2 separate regions of the Mus musculus genome follow, and region 1 is linked to region 2. Evidence: chromatin contacts called from public HiChIP or PLAC-seq data. All regions are on one chromosome and are shown on one strand. Each heading gives the region's core, a stretch centred on a gene start, on an enhancer-like site or on the middle of the called end of the contact. The rest is flanking DNA. Distances are from core to core; before and after follow the strand shown.

Region 1 (3,772 bases), core at 45-2,544, 72 kb before region 2:
TGGTTTAGTTTAAAAAAGAAAAAGAAAAAAAAAAAGCTTGTGAATATCCCACAGTATCAAACAATACTAATTGCTAAGCAGCTCTTTGGACTGATGTGTTTATCTTAATGTCACTGAGCAGTTAGTTCATGACTCTGTATGTGGGATTCCAGGATGCGTCTAAATTTGATCGTGACTGAATGGACTATTGTTTTTATCCAGTCAAGCATGGCTGTTGTTAGGTTTGACAGCTGCATGTTTCAGTTCATTGTGTGTGTGGGGGGGGGGGGGGGCGCGGGGGGGGGAGTGGCGGACCAAACCCCAAATTTTCCAGAGAAGAGGAGCTATGCTAATAGAGCATGACTGATCTAGTTTTTCTCCCTCAATGAAGAATTTGGTGATCATAGAGAAGTATTTGTTCAGGGTTGGGGATTTATCTCAGTGTTAGAATGCTTGCCTAGCAAGCACAAGATCCTGGGTTCGGTCCTCAGTTGCCGAAAGAGAGAGAGAGAGAGAGAGAGAGAGAGAGAGAGAGAGAGAGATCTGTTAATCTTCCATCAGATGTATGCTTTGCAACATAGTTCTGTCATCTATAGTTTCCTCATCTAAACAAACATTTTCAGTTTTTATGAACTCTAAAAATTACCTAGATTTCATCTTATGAATTTTGCTTTTGATGTTAAGCCAATAAACACCTTGTCCAGCCCTAGGTCCCAAGAATTTTCTCAAATGTTGATATTAAAGTTTTACCTAAAAATTAGTTCCTTACATTTAATAAGATGAGCTGTTTGTATTAATTTTTACCTAAAGTGTGAAATGGATTTGTTTTGTTCTTATTATGATTGTTGTATTTCCTATAACTGTTTAGTTATCTAGACAACATTTCTCTTTAAAGTCTTTCCTTACCTTCTATTTTCCCCAGAAGCAAGGCAGCACTCAGAACAGCAGCCCCTAGTGAACAAGAAAGTAGTTAAAGGAGGAAAAATAGTTACAATTGGATGTTGTAAAAGAGATGCAGATACAAACCAGCAAGCTGGAAGAGATAGAATTGGCCGGGAAGATGCTCAAGAAGGAGTATGAAAGAAGCAAGATGTGTTTTTCTATGCTAACAAATGCCAGATCTGAGGGCTTGGAGACACGACCTTGCACTTGAACTGTTGAGTCTAGACTTCGGAGTAAAACAGAAAAGTGAGTTAAGCAATCACGTAGAAGAAACGACTAATCAGATGCCTGCTATTTTTAAACATGTGGGAGAGATTTAGACCAGGTCACTGGGAAAGGGTTTACTTCCTCTTTTAACTTATAGTCCATCATCCAGGGTAATCAGGGCAGGGCATTGGAGTCAAGAACTGCTAGAGACGCCATGGAGGAACTTTATTTAATGGCTTGCTCCTCATGGCTTGCTCAGGCTGCTTATATCACTCAGGACCTCCAGCCCAGGGGTACACCACCCACAGTGAGCTGAGACCTCTCACTTTGATCATTAATCAAGAAAATGCCAGCCTGGTGTGGTGGCGCACGGCTTTAATCCCAGCACTTGGGAGGCAGAGGCAGGTGGATTTCTGAGTTTGAGGCCAGCCTGGTCTACAAAGTGAGTTCCAGGATAGCCAGGGTTACACAGAGAAACCCTGTCTTGAAAAACCAAAAAGAAAAGGGAAAGGAAAGGAAAGGAAAGGAAAGGAAAGGAAAGGAAAGGAAAGGAAAGGAAAGGAAAGGAAAGGAAAGGAAAGGAAAGGAAAGGAAAGGAAAGGCCCAAACGCTTTCCCACAGACCAACCTAGTGGGGATACCTTCTCAGTTGAGGGTCTCTCTTCCCAAATGACTCTAGCTTGGGTCAAGTTGACATAAAACTAGCCAGCACAAAACTGTTCAAATGAATCCATAGAGGAAGGTCAACAGTCTGAAGCTGGAAGGCAGGATGCTCACCAGGTAATGGAAACAGTCTGGGTTCAAGCTTTTGAAACAGTAAAGACAATGGTTACAGAACAAGTATTATAAGAAAGGATCCCCATAACTCATAACCCAGATGTAAAACACAAATTTCAAGAAGAAACTATCCAAGTAAAAGATTCTTAGGGAAAAGCCAGAGTCTCACCCTCCTCATGAACAGGGTCAGCTGCTACTTCCTGCAGGGGTGCTGGCTATACTAGGAACATGGCAGCCTAGCCAAAAATAAGTTTGCTAAGTACCCTTCAGTGATACTACAAAACAAGTTCCCATCATGCAAGAATCAGGCCTGAGGATCTCCAGTCCTTGTCACAGCAGATGGGGAAGCAATATCCTCCCAGCCCATACTAAGACTCAAGTTCAAGATCTGAACCAACGCGTTCAGATTGGGCTATTCTACTTACATTAGATGTCAGGATGCTCTAAGACTATCCTTAAAATCAAAGGGAAAGCAAAGCAGGCAGAAATGGCTTAAAGAAACCAACTGCTTGGAGAAAAGATGAGGTGCTCTGGAAATTTTGCTCATTCTCCATACTAACTATATCATTTCGCTTTTGTAATGCTTCTTTTTCTAAATGAAAAGAGAGAAAGAAAGAAAGAAAGAAAGAAAGAAAGAAAGAAAGAAGGAAGGAAGGAAGGAAGGAAGGAAGGAAGGAAGGAAGGAAGGAAGGAAGGAAGGGATGGTTTTTCCAAAACTAATTGCAGAAAATTGTCTTTTAAATTCAGTGACTAGTAAGAGGGATAAACAGAAAGAGAGAGAGAGAGAGAGAGAGAGAGAGAGAGAGAGAGAGAGAGAGAGAGAACACATCATTTGCTGAACAGATATACATTGGAGGAAACTCTGAAAGCAAATCAGATTAAAAGGAGTGCATTTAGCACTTAGGAGCTATGGTAAGAATCATAGTGGACCTCCGGTTAGAAATCATACAAATAGAAAGCAAAATGAAGTAGTTAATACATTGAAAGAATTAGAAAACCATTCACACAGCTGTCTATATCCAGTAAAAATCATTCTTCCTACCTGAAAACAAAATAAAAACCTTATCCTACAGGTAAAGCATGGAGAGAATTTACCTCTAAAGAGTCCTAGTGGGCATGAAATGTTAACATACTCTTTTCAGAGAGAAAGTGAATGAGATGAACCCAAAGCTTGGGGCTCAGAAATGATCACAGAAGAAGAACCAATGAAAATATGGTAAAGCCGTGTATTGTTCTTATTCTTACCTGGTCTGAAAGATGAGTGCTTCCTTACAGTGATCACAGCAACCACGGTAGCATGATTATAGTTTATGGAGAAATGAAAGGAATGCTGCTGTTGCCGTCAGGGACAGAAGCAAGACACTAGGAACTCCCTAACTTGCACACCCTATATAGAAAGTGGTGGGTTCGTGTTTGATGACATCAATGGTCATCGTTTTAGATGCTTTGTAAATGCATGTTAGAAGCGTCAAAGTAAAGTTATCTTTTTCCAAAAGAGAATAATCAAGCATAAGGGAGGAGATGGCACAGGATCTTCCTAATGTTCACTTAAGCCAACAGAAAACTGAAAGAGAAATAAAGCAACAGTCGGGATCAGGAAACGGTCAGGAGTGGGAACGGCAGTGTTGACCTTCAAAGTACAACTCTCACCTCTAAGAGGATAGGAGATAGTTTATCCTGCAGCCAAATATGAGTGGCCAGGGTGAGGAACACAGATTTAAGTCACCTCAAAGCTCATGTCCCACTTATCTGTCCACTGACATTTTACGTCTTACTGACGTAAGAGAGCAAAGAAAGTCCTAGGTCAATCAAGCACTTCTCACATACACCAATGGAAACCTCAGAGGGTGAGTTACAGCAGAGCTGAG
Region 2 (3,655 bases), core at 941-3,440:
CTGCATATATATCAAAAGATGGCCTAGTCGGCCATCACTGGAAAGAGAGGCCCATTGGACTTGCAAACTTTATATGCCCCAGTACAGGGGAATACCAGGGCCAAAAAGGGGGAGTGGGTGGGCAGGGGAGTGGGGGTGGGTGGATATGGGGGACTTTTGGTATAGCATTGGAAATGTAAATGAGTTAAATACCTAATAAAAAATGGAAAAAAAAAAAAGAAATGCATTTTTTGTTTAGTTTTTGAAGGTGACACTTTTTGTTATTTCTATTTTTTTTTTTATTTTGTAATCTGAGGTTTGAGGAACTCCTCTGTTTTCGGCTATCTTAGTCAAGCCTCGGCCTGAAATGAGCCCTCTTTCCTAATATACTTAGTTCCTCAAATGAAACACAACTAGCATGTATAATGACCTCGAGTAAAGGGCACCAGTAGTTGACAAAGCAGACTGGATAAACTACCACAATACAAGCACAGTACGTAGAATCTTCAAAGATGATGGCGCCCTGCTTTCTACATCTGGCCTTTCTGAGACCTTCTACCAAAAGTACCATAAAGAAGTTAGGTTATAATTCGAGATCTGCCAAGTCTCAAAGGGTGCTTCAGTGTTCTGAACAACACCACTATGGGGCTGAGACTGGTGCATCCTCATTGCCAGCCTACACAGCTTCTCTCCATACCCAAGCATACAAAGCACTGCGTGAGAGAAATGTCCGTAAGCAACGTGCTTTGTCACCCAGTTTGGAAGATGAGGGTAACATAATGCAGGTGAGTCAGAAAAAAAACTGGGTTCAGATTCTGAAGTTACCCTATTTCTCAAACTGGGCAACCTTAAACAAGCTATTTAAAATTGCCCAACATTTCACCTGCTCATCTGTAGTTCAATCTCATGAAGTTCAGTATAAATCACCCCAGTCAATATTTATGAAATTGTATTTAGACTGAGCTGGGGAGAACAAAAGATACAGAACTAATAACAGCCAGCTGGTCTTGGCAGAGTGGAGGGAGTCACAGAACTCATGCAAGCAGGCTTCAGACTGCCTAGAACATATGCCCAAGCCTCAAAAGGCAAGCTGTTTGCGTTGTGAGATTCTCCAGAGCCCAGGATAGTTTGGCTACAAACACCCAGTGTGCCACGAGACACGAGAAGGGAGAAGTCACGTGGCCCTTTCTCCACCCCCAGGAGAGAAGATTGTTCTTCAGCTGCAGATGTCCCCAAACAGCTCAGGGAACTAAACAAGAGAGCTCAGGGGGAAAAACGTGCCAGGAGCTTTTGCCAAATTTGGAAGAGCTCAGACCTGGATCCTGCCTCTAGAAACCACAGCACACCTCCCTTTTGGGTAAAAGAAAGGAAGACAGGCAGGCAGAAAAGGGAGGGAGGGAGGGGAGAGAGAGAAAAAGAGAGACAGACAGACAGACAGACAGGACACTTGAGGCCCTTATAGATATACAAGACCATCTCCCAGAGAAACTGGAATGCGTCATACCGTCTTTTTCTCTAACTGGGAGAAGCTAGGAAAGGTTGAAAAAGTCAAATGCCCCTCTGTGGATCTCCCCCATTTCCTGGCCACTGACACTTGATAGTAATTGCAACATCAGCACAACCAAACACCGAGCAACAGACCCAAAAAGACCAAAAACGTATTCTTGGGTTGTAAAGAAAAGACACAGTGATCCATGGATCTTCAAAGGCAATCCACAGAAACGCAGTATGCTTGTGGTGCTAAAATTTAATGGAGGGGGGAGGAAGTTGGCAACAGTTGAGGAAAAATGATCTCTACCAAGGCTAAAGGATATGGTACTGACATTTTTTTCCAACAAGAAAAACTATCTGCCTGTCCAGCCTGGTGAAGGAACATGTAAATAAAAGGGGAGCTAGTTCCTCTTCCTAACAAGACAGTAAAAGAGAGTCATCACCCAGTATACTGTGGAAGAATATCTCCTGTCTAGTATTCCTCACGTCAAGCTCCCCAAGCTAGGGAAGGTTTCAACAGTTGACGGCTAAGGTAGCAGAGCCTATTAGAGACAAGCAGAGATGCCCATTGCACATTTGCTGAACAGGTGAGGAAAGACATGAAAAGACAGAGATGAAGCCAGGCCTCACTAAAATTGTGCTGTGGAGACGGTCACACTACAGGCTGCTGCAGGGAGCAGGCCACAGCTCGGTCTCGCCAGTCCGGAAACTAACCCAGACCCAGGCAGACTGAGAATGCTCTCAGAGGAAGTGCTGTTTATCATCGTATGATCTAAAAGAGGAGAAGTTAGACAGCCAAAAAAGCAGAAGTCAAGTTCCGTGTGAACTATACGAATTGCAGAGGGAAAGGACTGCAAACTCGTCTGCAGAGATGTGTTAACTAGCTAAAAGAAAGACTACAGTAAAACTTGTAAATCACTGTAAAATGTTAAGTTCTCTTTTGAAACACTCAGAGATTAGAATAATTTTGGATACAGTCAAATAGCAGTTCAGTTCTCAACTGACTGTCACTCCCTAATGGACCCTGAGACTGAAACTCAATACCCTTTATATGTATATATTCTGTTACTCATCTCAAGAAACATTAGAAGACAAACAGTTATAACTACAGCTGTGCACCTGACAGAGCTACAGTTTCCAACAAAAAGAAAGTAATGCTCCTGAGAGGCTCTGCCAGTGCCTGACAAATACAGAGTTGGATGCTGACAGCCAACCATTGGACTGAGCACAGGGTTCCCAATGAAGGAGTTAGAGAACGTACCCAAGGAGCTGAAGGGGTTTGCAACCCTCCCAGAGGAACTAAAATATGAACTAACCAGTATCCCCAGAGCTCCTTGGGACTAAACCACCAACCAAAGGGACTCATGGCTCTAGCTGCATATGTAGCAGAGGATGGCCTAGTTGATCATCAATGGGAAGAGAGGCCCTTGGTCCTGTGAAGGTTCTATGCCCCAGTAAAGGGGAATGCCAGGGCCAGGAAGAGGGAGTGGGTGGGGCGGGTTGGTGAGCAGGGGAAGGGGGAGGTGTTAGGAGATTTTCCGAGGAAAGGGGATAACATTTGAAATGTAAATAAACAAATCTAATAAAAACTCATAAAAAAGAAAGAAAGTAATGGATTTGTGTTTGGAAAAAAACACTGAAAGATTTTTTATAATGTTCTATACAGCATTCCTTTGACTTGACAAATCAATCGAGTTGTTTATGGGTTTTTAGACTTTTGTTAAATTAAATCTTGTTGTTTTTAACATTTATCCTCTTTTCACACAAAAGAGAAAAAACATAGTTCCTACATGATATCCAGAAGAGTATACAGTCTCAGGAGATTATAATCTTAATGAGAAAAATACCCAACATGTGACCATGTCTTAATAAACCAGTGAACACTTTCACTTGAAACTGAAAAGTTACTTTGCTACATATAAACCCACTCTGTGTACTAGGATTTAATATAAAAAGTAAAATGGACAGGATTTTATGCCTTATCTTGCCACAGTAAAACATAAAGTATGTTCTTCTGTAATCAGAGAAACCCACTGAACTATAAATAAAGGTTTGGTTTGAGGTACTATAGGTAAATTCACAAATCTCACCTGGAGAAGCAATTACATTATGTGAAAGTAGTTACCCTTTCTTTTTTAGCTAATCATATTGTCCAAAGAGAATCACATTAACTGAAATACTAAGT

Evidence for each region. HiChIP or PLAC-seq counts read pairs in DNA pulled down with a chosen protein or histone mark.
Region 1: a contact with region 2 is called in an H3K27ac HiChIP or PLAC-seq map of microglia, with 5 times the contacts expected there. The contact joins two enhancer-like sites. A contact is called at or near these places in 48 of 484 Hi-C or Micro-C datasets (the C10 cell line, CD4 T cells, CD8 T cells and 33 more) and 5 of 115 datasets of contacts at active chromatin or transcription factors (the HPC-7 cell line, bone marrow-derived macrophages, double positive thymocytes and 2 more).

What each region holds. Positions count from the first base shown.
Region 1 is chr1:143,986,398-143,990,169 of GRCm38.p6, reverse strand. It overlaps Gm41964 (a long non-coding RNA gene), which reads right to left. Exons shown (of 4, transcript XR_878589.2): 3 at 886-930. Among named protein-coding and RNA genes, the nearest start is that of Rgs2, 16 kb to the left of the region's middle. Within about 2 kb of position 1,294, at least 24 of the 459 cell types and tissues checked have an H3K27ac peak or open chromatin away from gene starts, as enhancers often do. A contact at or near this core is called in bone marrow-derived macrophages and microglia, where this site is marked.
Region 2 is chr1:143,915,291-143,918,945 of GRCm38.p6, reverse strand. No RefSeq gene overlaps it. Among named protein-coding and RNA genes, the nearest start is that of Gm41964, 21 kb to the left of the region's middle. Within about 2 kb of position 2,190, at least 169 of the 459 cell types and tissues checked have an H3K27ac peak or open chromatin away from gene starts, as enhancers often do. A contact at or near this core is called in bone marrow-derived macrophages and microglia, where this site is marked.